Regions from separate parts of the Sus scrofa genome. Here region 2 is linked to region 1. A link is a contact called in public Hi-C data. All regions are on one chromosome and are shown on one strand. Each heading gives the region's core, a stretch centred on a gene start, on an enhancer-like site or on the middle of the called end of the contact. The rest is flanking DNA. Distances are from core to core; before and after follow the strand shown. Region 1 has its middle 9.4 kb from the start of FAM131C. Region 2 has its middle 18 kb from the start of SERINC2.

What was found. A called contact is a pair of places that touch in the nucleus more often than the background predicts.
Region 2: a contact with region 1 is called in a Hi-C map of subcutaneous adipose tissue, with 4 times the contacts expected there. The contact joins two enhancer-like sites. A contact is called at or near these places in 4 of 47 Hi-C or Micro-C datasets (mesenteric adipose tissue, omental adipose tissue, retroperitoneal adipose tissue and 1 more).

The regions. Positions count from the first base shown.
Region 1 is chr6:75,220,109-75,224,753 of Sscrofa11.1, forward strand. No RefSeq gene overlaps it. Among named protein-coding and RNA genes, the nearest start is that of FAM131C, 9.4 kb to the left of the region's middle. Within about 2 kb of position 3,188, at least 5 of the 83 cell types and tissues checked have an H3K27ac peak or open chromatin away from gene starts, as enhancers often do. A contact at or near this core is called in retroperitoneal adipose tissue and subcutaneous adipose tissue, where this site is marked.
Region 2 is chr6:87,975,176-87,979,392 of Sscrofa11.1, forward strand. No RefSeq gene overlaps it. Among named protein-coding and RNA genes, the nearest start is that of SERINC2, 18 kb to the right of the region's middle. Within about 2 kb of position 1,661, at least 32 of the 83 cell types and tissues checked have an H3K27ac peak or open chromatin away from gene starts, as enhancers often do. A contact at or near this core is called in retroperitoneal adipose tissue and subcutaneous adipose tissue, where this site is marked.

The DNA of each region.
Region 1 (4,645 bases), core at 1,938-4,437:
CAGGTCAGGGTGGAGCTGACAGAAGGGCCCCAGCACTCCCCCGAGGGGCGAGATGTTCCCGTTTCAGCAGGTAAGTCAGTGGGTGTCAGGATCCCCTGGGAAGCTAGTGAAACACACTGGTTCCAGAGCCCACGGCCCCTCCCCCCAGCCCTGCCACCCAGGTCCTGATTCCCTAATCTTGATGACCCCAAGCCTGGGGATTCCGATGGAGGAAGCCCAGCTGGGCCTGCTGGGAAAGGCGGAAGCCAATCCGGGGAGGGGGCCGAGGTGGGGTGGCAGGATGTGGCTCTTGGGCAGGGCCTGTCTGATGACGGGGGATTCTTCCAGCAGCCTTGGAGGCCGAGGAGGTGGCAACCATGGAAATAAGTGCAGAAGTGCGAGCTGCGGTGGGGGGGCAGGGAAAAGACCCGCAGAGGGATGGCAAACAAATTCAACTACAAGTAAAAATTCTTGGCGTCCCTGTCGTGGTGCAGCAGAAACGAATCTGACCAGGAACCACGAGGTTGTGGGTTCAATCCCTGGCCTCGCTCAGTGGGCTAAGGATCCGGCGTTGTCATGAGCCGTGGTGTAGGTCGCAGATGCGGCTTGGCTCTGGCGTTGCTGTGGCTGCGGTGTAGGCCAACAGCTGTAGCTCCGATCGGACCCCTAGCCTGGGGACCTCCGTATGCCACCGGTGCGGCCCTAAAAAGCAAAATAACTAACTAACTAAATAAAACTAAATACAAATTCTTCAGAGTTCCTATTGCGGCTTAATGGGTTAAGGACCCGATGTTGTCTCTGTGAGGATGAGGGTTCAATTCCTGGCCTCACTCAGTGAGTTAAGGATCCGACTGCCATAAACTGCAGCACAGTTGGCAGATGGGACTTGGATCAGGTCTTGTGCTGTGGTGATCTCTGGTCCAGAAACTTCCATATGCTGCAGGTATAGCCTTAAAGAAGAAAAAATAAATAACATTTTAAAAAATAAAAAATAAAAATTCTTGGAGTTCCTGCTGGGTGCAGTGGGTAAAGAATCCAATGGCAGCGGTTAGGGTCCCTGCAGAAGCGCAGGTTTGATTCCTGACCTGGAGACTTCTGCATGCGTGGGTGTGGTCAAACTAAATAAATAAATAAAAATTAAAAATTCTGGAGTTCCCGTCGTGGTGCAGTGGTTAACGAATCCGACTAGGAACCATGAGGTTGCGGGTTCTATCCCTGGATTCGCTCAGTGGGTTGAGGATCCGGCGTTGCTGTGAGTTGTGGTGTAGGTTGCAGACGCGGCTCGATCCCACGTTGCTATGGCTGTAGCGTAGGCCGGCGGCTACAGCTCCGATTAGACCTCTAGCCTGGGAACCTCCATATGCTGTGGGAGCAGCCCTAGAAAAGGCAAAAAGACAAAAAAAAAAACAAAAAAACAAAAAACTTAGGATTCTGCAGCTCACTGGGTAAAGGCTTTTACATACGCTGTCCTTTTGGGCCTCATCACCAGCCTCGGAAGTGGGGGTGATTTTGAGGACTGTGGTGTAGACAAGGAAACTGAGACTGGGAGATGCAAGTGACAGGATTCTGGCTCCCATCTGTCTGAGAGCTCAGAAAGCCACACTCTTCATGTCAGGAGGTGAAGACGGGAGGCAGGAGGCAAGGATGGGCCACTGGGGCTTTGTCTAGGCCTGGCCTCTTGGGGACCCTGAGCTTCCGAGTAGAGTCGCTGTGACACTTCCAGGCCTGGTAGGGGGCAGGAGGAAGGCCATGGCTGACCAGCAGCAAGGTCCAGCCTTGTAATCCTGGAGAGCTGGGGACGAGGCAGGCATCGGGGGCGCTGCCAGGCTGAGGATGTTGAACCCGAGAAGGGGGGACATGGCTGTGGGACAGTAGCCACTTCCCCCACCTCCGGGGGAGCCATGGTTTCCTCGCTAAAAGCTCTGTCTGCCGTCTCTCTGATTCTCACCCAGAAACCTCTGCATTGCTCTCAGGAAGACCCCTACCCACCCCCGACTTGGGGGCCCCGATTTCCCAGAAATGCACTTGTGCAGACCCTGATCCACAGCAGAGTCAGCCAGGGGGGGTCTGGGCTGTGTCCTGAGGAAGTGTCACTGTGGAGAGTGAAGTCACCTCCCATCTTCCCACCACTGAGAGGATCCGGCTCATGTGCAGGCCCTGGGTCCCAGGCTTTGCGTTGAGATGACTAAGAGGCTGTGCAGGCTAGGGGTGCCGCTCTGGCAGCGGGGAAGTCAGGTGGGGAGGCGGGAGCAAACTCTAGGACCTCAGGCTCCCAGCCTCAGAAACCCCCTGGCTGGGGCCTTGTCAAATGATTCTCAGTCCCAAACTGGCTGGCTCCCTCCCCGGCCACCTGCAGGCCATCTTCCCCTCTCAGTCTCTCCCCTCGACCTCGCCCGACCCCAACTATCAGTTCCTCTTCTTCTTCTTCTTTTTTTTTTCCTTTGCTTTTTATGGCCTCACCCACAGCTTATGGAAGTTTCCAGGCTAGGGATCAAATTGGAGCTACAGCTGCCAGCCTATGCCACAGCCACAGCCATGCGGGATCTGAGCCACGTCTGCGACCTACACCACAGCTCACTGCAATGCCGGATCCCTGACCCACTGAGCGAGGCCAGGGATCGAACTTGCGTCCTCATGGATACTAGTCAGATTTGTTTCTACGGTGCCACAACGGGAACTCCTCAGTCCCTCTTCTTATGACTCCCTAACCCTCCTCCCCACCCTCAGCTGGGGCCCACAGGCCTGGACCTCCTTGAGCCAGGGGCCCTCTGGTCTAATATGGAACAGCATCTCCTCTTATTCTCAACCCCAGCCTGGGCTGGGTGCCTCCCGGGAGAAGGAGGTGACGGAAGAAATGGGCTAACAAGGCGGAGGCGGGGATGGGGAGCAGATCTCTGGGCAGGAGATGGGAAGAAGCTCTAGGATGCTGGACCACAAAGGGAGATTCAACTGTGGTCAAGTGAGTTAGCCTAGCTCTGCCACAGCCTTCCAGGGTGGTCGTGAGGATCTGGGGATGCTGCACCTGGCACGCACTTAGTGCTCAAGGAAAGTCGGCTGTTATCAGTATGGGAGAGTGACCCCATGTGACCTTGTCTCACCCACTCACTTCTCACCGGGAAAACCAAGCCTCAGAGAGGGTGTGGGCCCTGGCCCCAGTCACACAGCCATCGGAGAGATGGCTGGGCCGCACCTCCCCAGGGTGGGTCCCGCGAGGCAGGCTCCATTGTGCTCTCCCCAGCAGGAAACCGCTGTGCTCAGCAGCCTGGGGGGTGGAGAGGAGGAACGAGTTTGGCTACGTGACCGGCAGGCCCTGGAGGCCGCGCCAGGCCCAGTGCCGGAACACAACCTGCTGGGGGCGGCCTGGGCAGGGCGATCTGGGTGGGCACCAGGGTGGGGCCCTCCCTGTCTGGAAAGGGAGATGTGGGCTGAGCTGCGGCTGTCCCCTGACCGGTGCTGGGAGGCGGCCTCACAGCCCCCCCAACCCCCGGCACCCCAAACCTGCTTGCAAGGGGGCAGCTGGTTGGTTCATTGCTCCCCAGAAGAGCAGCTACTTGGGGGAGGAGAGGGCACGTGGGTGGGGAGCAGGGCCAATCGGCGCCTGTGGCATCTGGGGGTGATTTGTGCAGGCCACCCACCTGGTCACTGGCTCTGGTTTACAAGGATTTGGGGGGAAGGGGAGGGTTTAGCCTTGGGCTGGGCTTCTGCTGGGCTGCCCAGATGGGACTCGGAACAGGATGAGGTGTCTCTCTGGGCCCCAGGACTCCTGGCAACACATGAGGGGCCATTGCATCCCTCACCTTAGGATACAGGGCTGACTCAGGGCTGGGAACCCAGCTTGAGGAGGAGGCGTAGCTGGTTCATGGCACGGCCATTCACCACAGGGAAGGTACTGGATGCCAGACCCAGCAGCCAGTGCTTTATCAGGAAGCAAAGTGGGAGTTCCCGTCATGGCGCAGTGGTTAACGAATCCAACTAGGAACCATGAGGTTCCAGGTTCGATCCCTGGCCTCAATCAGTGGGTTAAGGACCCAGCGTTGCCACGAGCTGTGGTGTAGGTTGCAGATGTGGCTCGGATCTGGCGTTGCTGTGGCTCCGGCATAGGCCGGCGGCTATAGCACGGATTCAACCCCTAGCCTGGAAACCTCCATGTGCCACGGGTATGGCCCTAAAATGACAAAAAAACAAAAAATGAAAATATCAGAAAGCAAAGTGGAGCCACTGAAGGATTTGGCACAGGGGTGGATGGTGTCAGATGAGGTTGCTGGAAGGGCCAGCCCGGAGGCTGGGGGGCCAGAGTGGGGGCCACAGCTTGGGCAACAGCAGAGGCTGGAAAAGGACAGAGGGGAGCAAAGTGGGACAGAGGCCGAGTGGACGAGATGGGAAGCACGGGCCTGGAGTGGGCTGCCCAGAGTTCACTCCCGGCTCCTGGTCCAGCTCTGCAGCACATGGCCGGGTAACCATGGTGCATTAAGTCCTCCGTACCTCGTTCTTGGCACTTAAAACAAAAGTGAGGTTGAAACTGAGGTCAGAACAGAACACCGTCCCACCCACCCCACCCCCACCCCCACCCCTGACCCCTCTCTCTCTGGACACCCCAGCACAAATGCCCCCAGCAGAAGAGGTTTAGAGCAGGCAGCAGGGCAAAAGAAGCAGGGAACATGCACAG
Region 2 (4,217 bases), core at 411-2,910, about 13 Mb after region 1:
ACACTGCTATGGCTGTGACTTGTCCATAATCCTATCGTACTTGTTTAGACAAGAGGGTAAATGTTTACTAATCCGTGCCCTTGACTAGGCTGTGAATTTTCCCTCAAGGGTGAAGATTGTGGTTGTCTTGCATGCTATTATTTGGCACAAGACACTGTGCAGGGTCTGGCACCAAGGGTTTTCTCAGTAAATCTGTCAAGTTAAAAACCTGAGGAAGTTCCCGTGGTGGCACAGCGGAAATGAAGCCAATTAGTATCCATGAGGATGCAGGTTTGATCCCTGGCCTCACTCAGTGGGTTAAGGATCTGGCATTGCCAGGAGCTGTGGTGTAAGTTGTACATGCAGCTTGGATCCCGTGTTGCTGTGGCTGTGATGGTTGGCAGCTGTAGCTCCAATTTGACCCCATCCTGGGAATCTCCATATGCCACGGATCGGCCCTAGAAAGCAAAGCAAAGCAAAACAAAACAAGAAACAACCTGAATATATGCGTTCCCTGGTGGCTCAACAGATTAAGGATCCAGCATTGTCGCTACAGTGGCTTTGGTTACTGCAGTGGCTTGGGTTCAATCCCTGGCCCAGGAACTTCTGCATGCTTCGGGGGCAGCCAAAAAACCAAAAACAAACCCGAATAAATATTCAATATCATGTGACCTTCCATAATCCCTGGGAAATGATTTCAGCCTAGTCCTTCCTTAAATTTTTTTTTTTTTTTTTTCCTGGGAATTCCCATCATGGCTCAGTGATTAACGAATCCGACTAGGAGCCATGAGGTTGTGGGTTCGATCCCTGGCCTTGCTCAGTGGGCTAAGGATCTGGCGTTGCTATGAGCTGTGGTGTAGGTCACAGACGCGGCTCGGATCTGGCATTGCTGTGGCTATGGCATAGGCTGGTGGCTATAGCTCTGATTAGACCTCTAGCCTGGGAACCCCCATATGCCGCAGGAGCAGCCCTAAAAAGAACAAAAAGACAAAAAAAAAAATTTTTTTTTTCTTTTTTGGGCACAGCATGGCATGTGGAGTTCTTAGGCCAAGGATCAGATCCAAGCCACAGTTGTGACCTATACCACAGCCAGATCTTCTCACCCACAGAGCCAGGCAAGGATCCAATCTGTGTCCTGGCGCTGTAGAGACGCCGATGATCCTGTTGCATCACAATGGGAACTCCTAGTCCTTCTTTAAGGACGTTCTCCTTGGAGGCCCTTGAACTGGCTCTTAATCTCCCTAAACACATAAATGTCAGAGCCAGAGGTCCTGAGGCCATTTAGCCTCATCAACTTGTGCAGATGGGGAAACGGAGGCCCAGGAAAGGGTAAGACTGACCTGAGTTCACACAGCTCATTAATAGGATGGAAACCAAGCCTTATGCCTCCTGGATCAGGCTTCATCCTATTACTCCCTTTTTAGAAACAGGGAAGCAGGCCTAGAGAAAGGAAGGGGAGCACAAGCTTACACAGTAATTGAGGGGCAGAACCAGGGCCCGGGAATTCTCCTGCCTCCCCTGGGCCTCCTCCTGACCTTTCCCTTCTTTTGAGGCCCAGCAGTGGGACTGGTGGGGCCTCCTCCATGTTTTCTGGGTCAAGGATCAAGATTGAAGGGCGATTCTGTGAGATCCTCCCAGATTCTGTGAGATCTGGGAGCTGATGGAGGCACGCACCAGTTTGTCCACTAGGTGGCACTGCAGATCCTATCTCGGTCCCCTTACTGTGCATCCAGCCTTGGTTCATCTGTACTGGGGCCAGACGGGGAAAACTGAGGCCCTGGGAGGAGAGGGATTTGTAGAGGTCACCCTGAGAGCTAGAGGCAGAGCTGGCACTTGTCTTGGGCCTCCTGACACCGGCCAGGTCATTCCCTAGGCGGCTGAACGTGGCCTGGGGGCGGGGCTTTTCCACCGTTTGCTGGTTGGCTGTCCCTGTGGCTAGTATGGTATTGCGCCTCTCCCTGGGCCACACTGGCCGCCCACGGAGTCACACCCCTCTTCACCTCTGCTCTGTCCAGGGACCCCTACCCTGTCTGCCGCCCGCTGTCATCAGCACAGGTCTTCGTGGTTTCAGAGACATTGTCACTTTCTGCCTGCCCGCTTTGCGTGCTTGGAGAAGGGGGCGGGCCTGGGGATCGGCGATGCGGACTCCAGTCAGACCAACTATGCAGCCTCAGACCAGGTTACCCATCTCTTTCTGCCTCAGTTTCCTTATCTGTAAAGCAGAGATTCTAGTGGTTCTTATCTCTCAGGGTTTTTGGGAGGATTACATGAGATAGCACATTAAGTCCTTGGGAGCTTTTTATCAAGCCTGAAACCTGCAGAGCATCTGGGAGAGATGTGAAACTGCCCCCTCACCCCTTATGGATGACAGACTGAGGCCCAGGGAGGTCAGTGAGCAATGATGATGTCATTTCCTCATTGAGGGCCAGGTATGATTGTCAGGCCATGACTCAAGAGTATAAGAAGTAGAACTTTCTTTTTCTTCAGCCCAGGGGGATGTAGAAGTTGAGGTGGGATGGGAATGCAAGTAGAACCAGCATTTGGGTTGCCCTGTGTGTGTGTTTCCCGCCATGTGTCTGCCTGGAACACCTTGGTGACACCCTCGTCCTTTTTGCTTTGAATGGCCCTCCGGGGCCACCGTCTTTCTCCAGTTCTCCCCGGTCACAGTAAAGGGCACAGGGATTGTTCTGCTGAGTTGGGGGTCACACTGTGGTTTGGGGGTCATTCTGGTAGGTCCCCCTTTGGGCTCTGGCTGCCACCTGCAGGGTCTTCTCAGGGCCTGTGGTGTCTCTGCTCTCAGCTCTTTCTGTTCCAGCCTGGGGAGGTCTCTAGTCTGAGTAACAGATGCCCTGCTTATATGGGGAATGGGGAGAGTAGGAAGAGGGTAAAATACCAGGAGAGAAACATACAGATCAATTATACCAACACATATTTCTGGAGCATCTTGTGTGTACCAGGCACTGTTCCAGATGCTTGGTACATTGCGGGGTTGCATTTTTTTTTTTTTTTTTTTTTTTTGCTTCTGTCTTTTTAGGGCTGCACCTGTGGCATATGTACGTTCCCAGGCTAGGGATCGAATCGGAACTACAGCTGCTGGCCTATGCCACAGCCACAGCAACACCAGATCTGAGCCACATCTGCAACCTACACCACAGCTCATGGCAATGCTGGATCCTTAACCCACTGAGTGAGGCCAGGAATTGAACCTGCAACCTCATGGTTCCTAGCTGGATTCGTTTCCACTGAGCCATGATGGGAACTCCCTGGGGGTGCATTCTGAGCAAGCAGACAAATCTCTTCTCTCAAGGAGGGCTGCAGCAGGAAGCAGACAGTGATGGTCACGAAGGCTACCATTTATGGAGCCCTACTATGTGCTTGTGTCATCTCCTTGATTACTTCCTTTTTTGTTTTTTTTTAGGGTGGCACCTATGGCATATGGAAGTTCCCAGGAGAGGGGTCAAATCAGAGCTATAGCTGCCAGCCTACACCACAGCCACAGCACATGGTATCCGAGCCATGTCTGTGACCTACACCACAGCTCATGGCAACACTGGATCCTTAACCCACTGAGCAAGGCCAGGGATAGAACCCATTGGGTCCTCATGGATCCTAATCAGGTTTGTTACTGCTGAGCCACAAAGGGAACCCCTCATTGATTACTTCCGACAGTATAATGACATAAGTGCTACTATTATCCCCATTTTTTTTTTTTTTTTTTTTTTTGGCCACCACGTAGCATATGGAGTTCCCAGGCTGGGAATCAGATCTGAGCTGCCGTTGGGACCTGTACCGAAGCTGCAGCAACTCTGGATCCTTTAACCCTCTCTGCTGGGCTGAGAATTGAACTTGTGTCCTGGTGCTGCAGAGACGCCGCCAATCGCCTTGTGCCACAGCAGGAACTCCCATCACCCCCATTTTATAGATGAGGAAATAGAGGCACAGAGGTGTTCAGTAACTCGCCCCAGCTAGTAGATGATAGGGGTAGGATTCCGAGCCAGGCAGTATGAAAATTAAACAGGGTGACTTGGTTGAGAAGAGCTGCGTCCAGCTGGAGGATGGATTTTCTGGTCGAAGAGGTGCTGTTTGAGCTGAGACCTGCCTAATGATAAGGAGCAGCCATGCCTGGGGGGATCTCCAGGCAGAGACAACAGCAAGTGCAAAGTCTCTGACGCCAGAATGAACGTGACTGATCAAGTGGCCAGGAGGTCAGGAGTGAAGGACAGCAAGTGGCAGGAGGG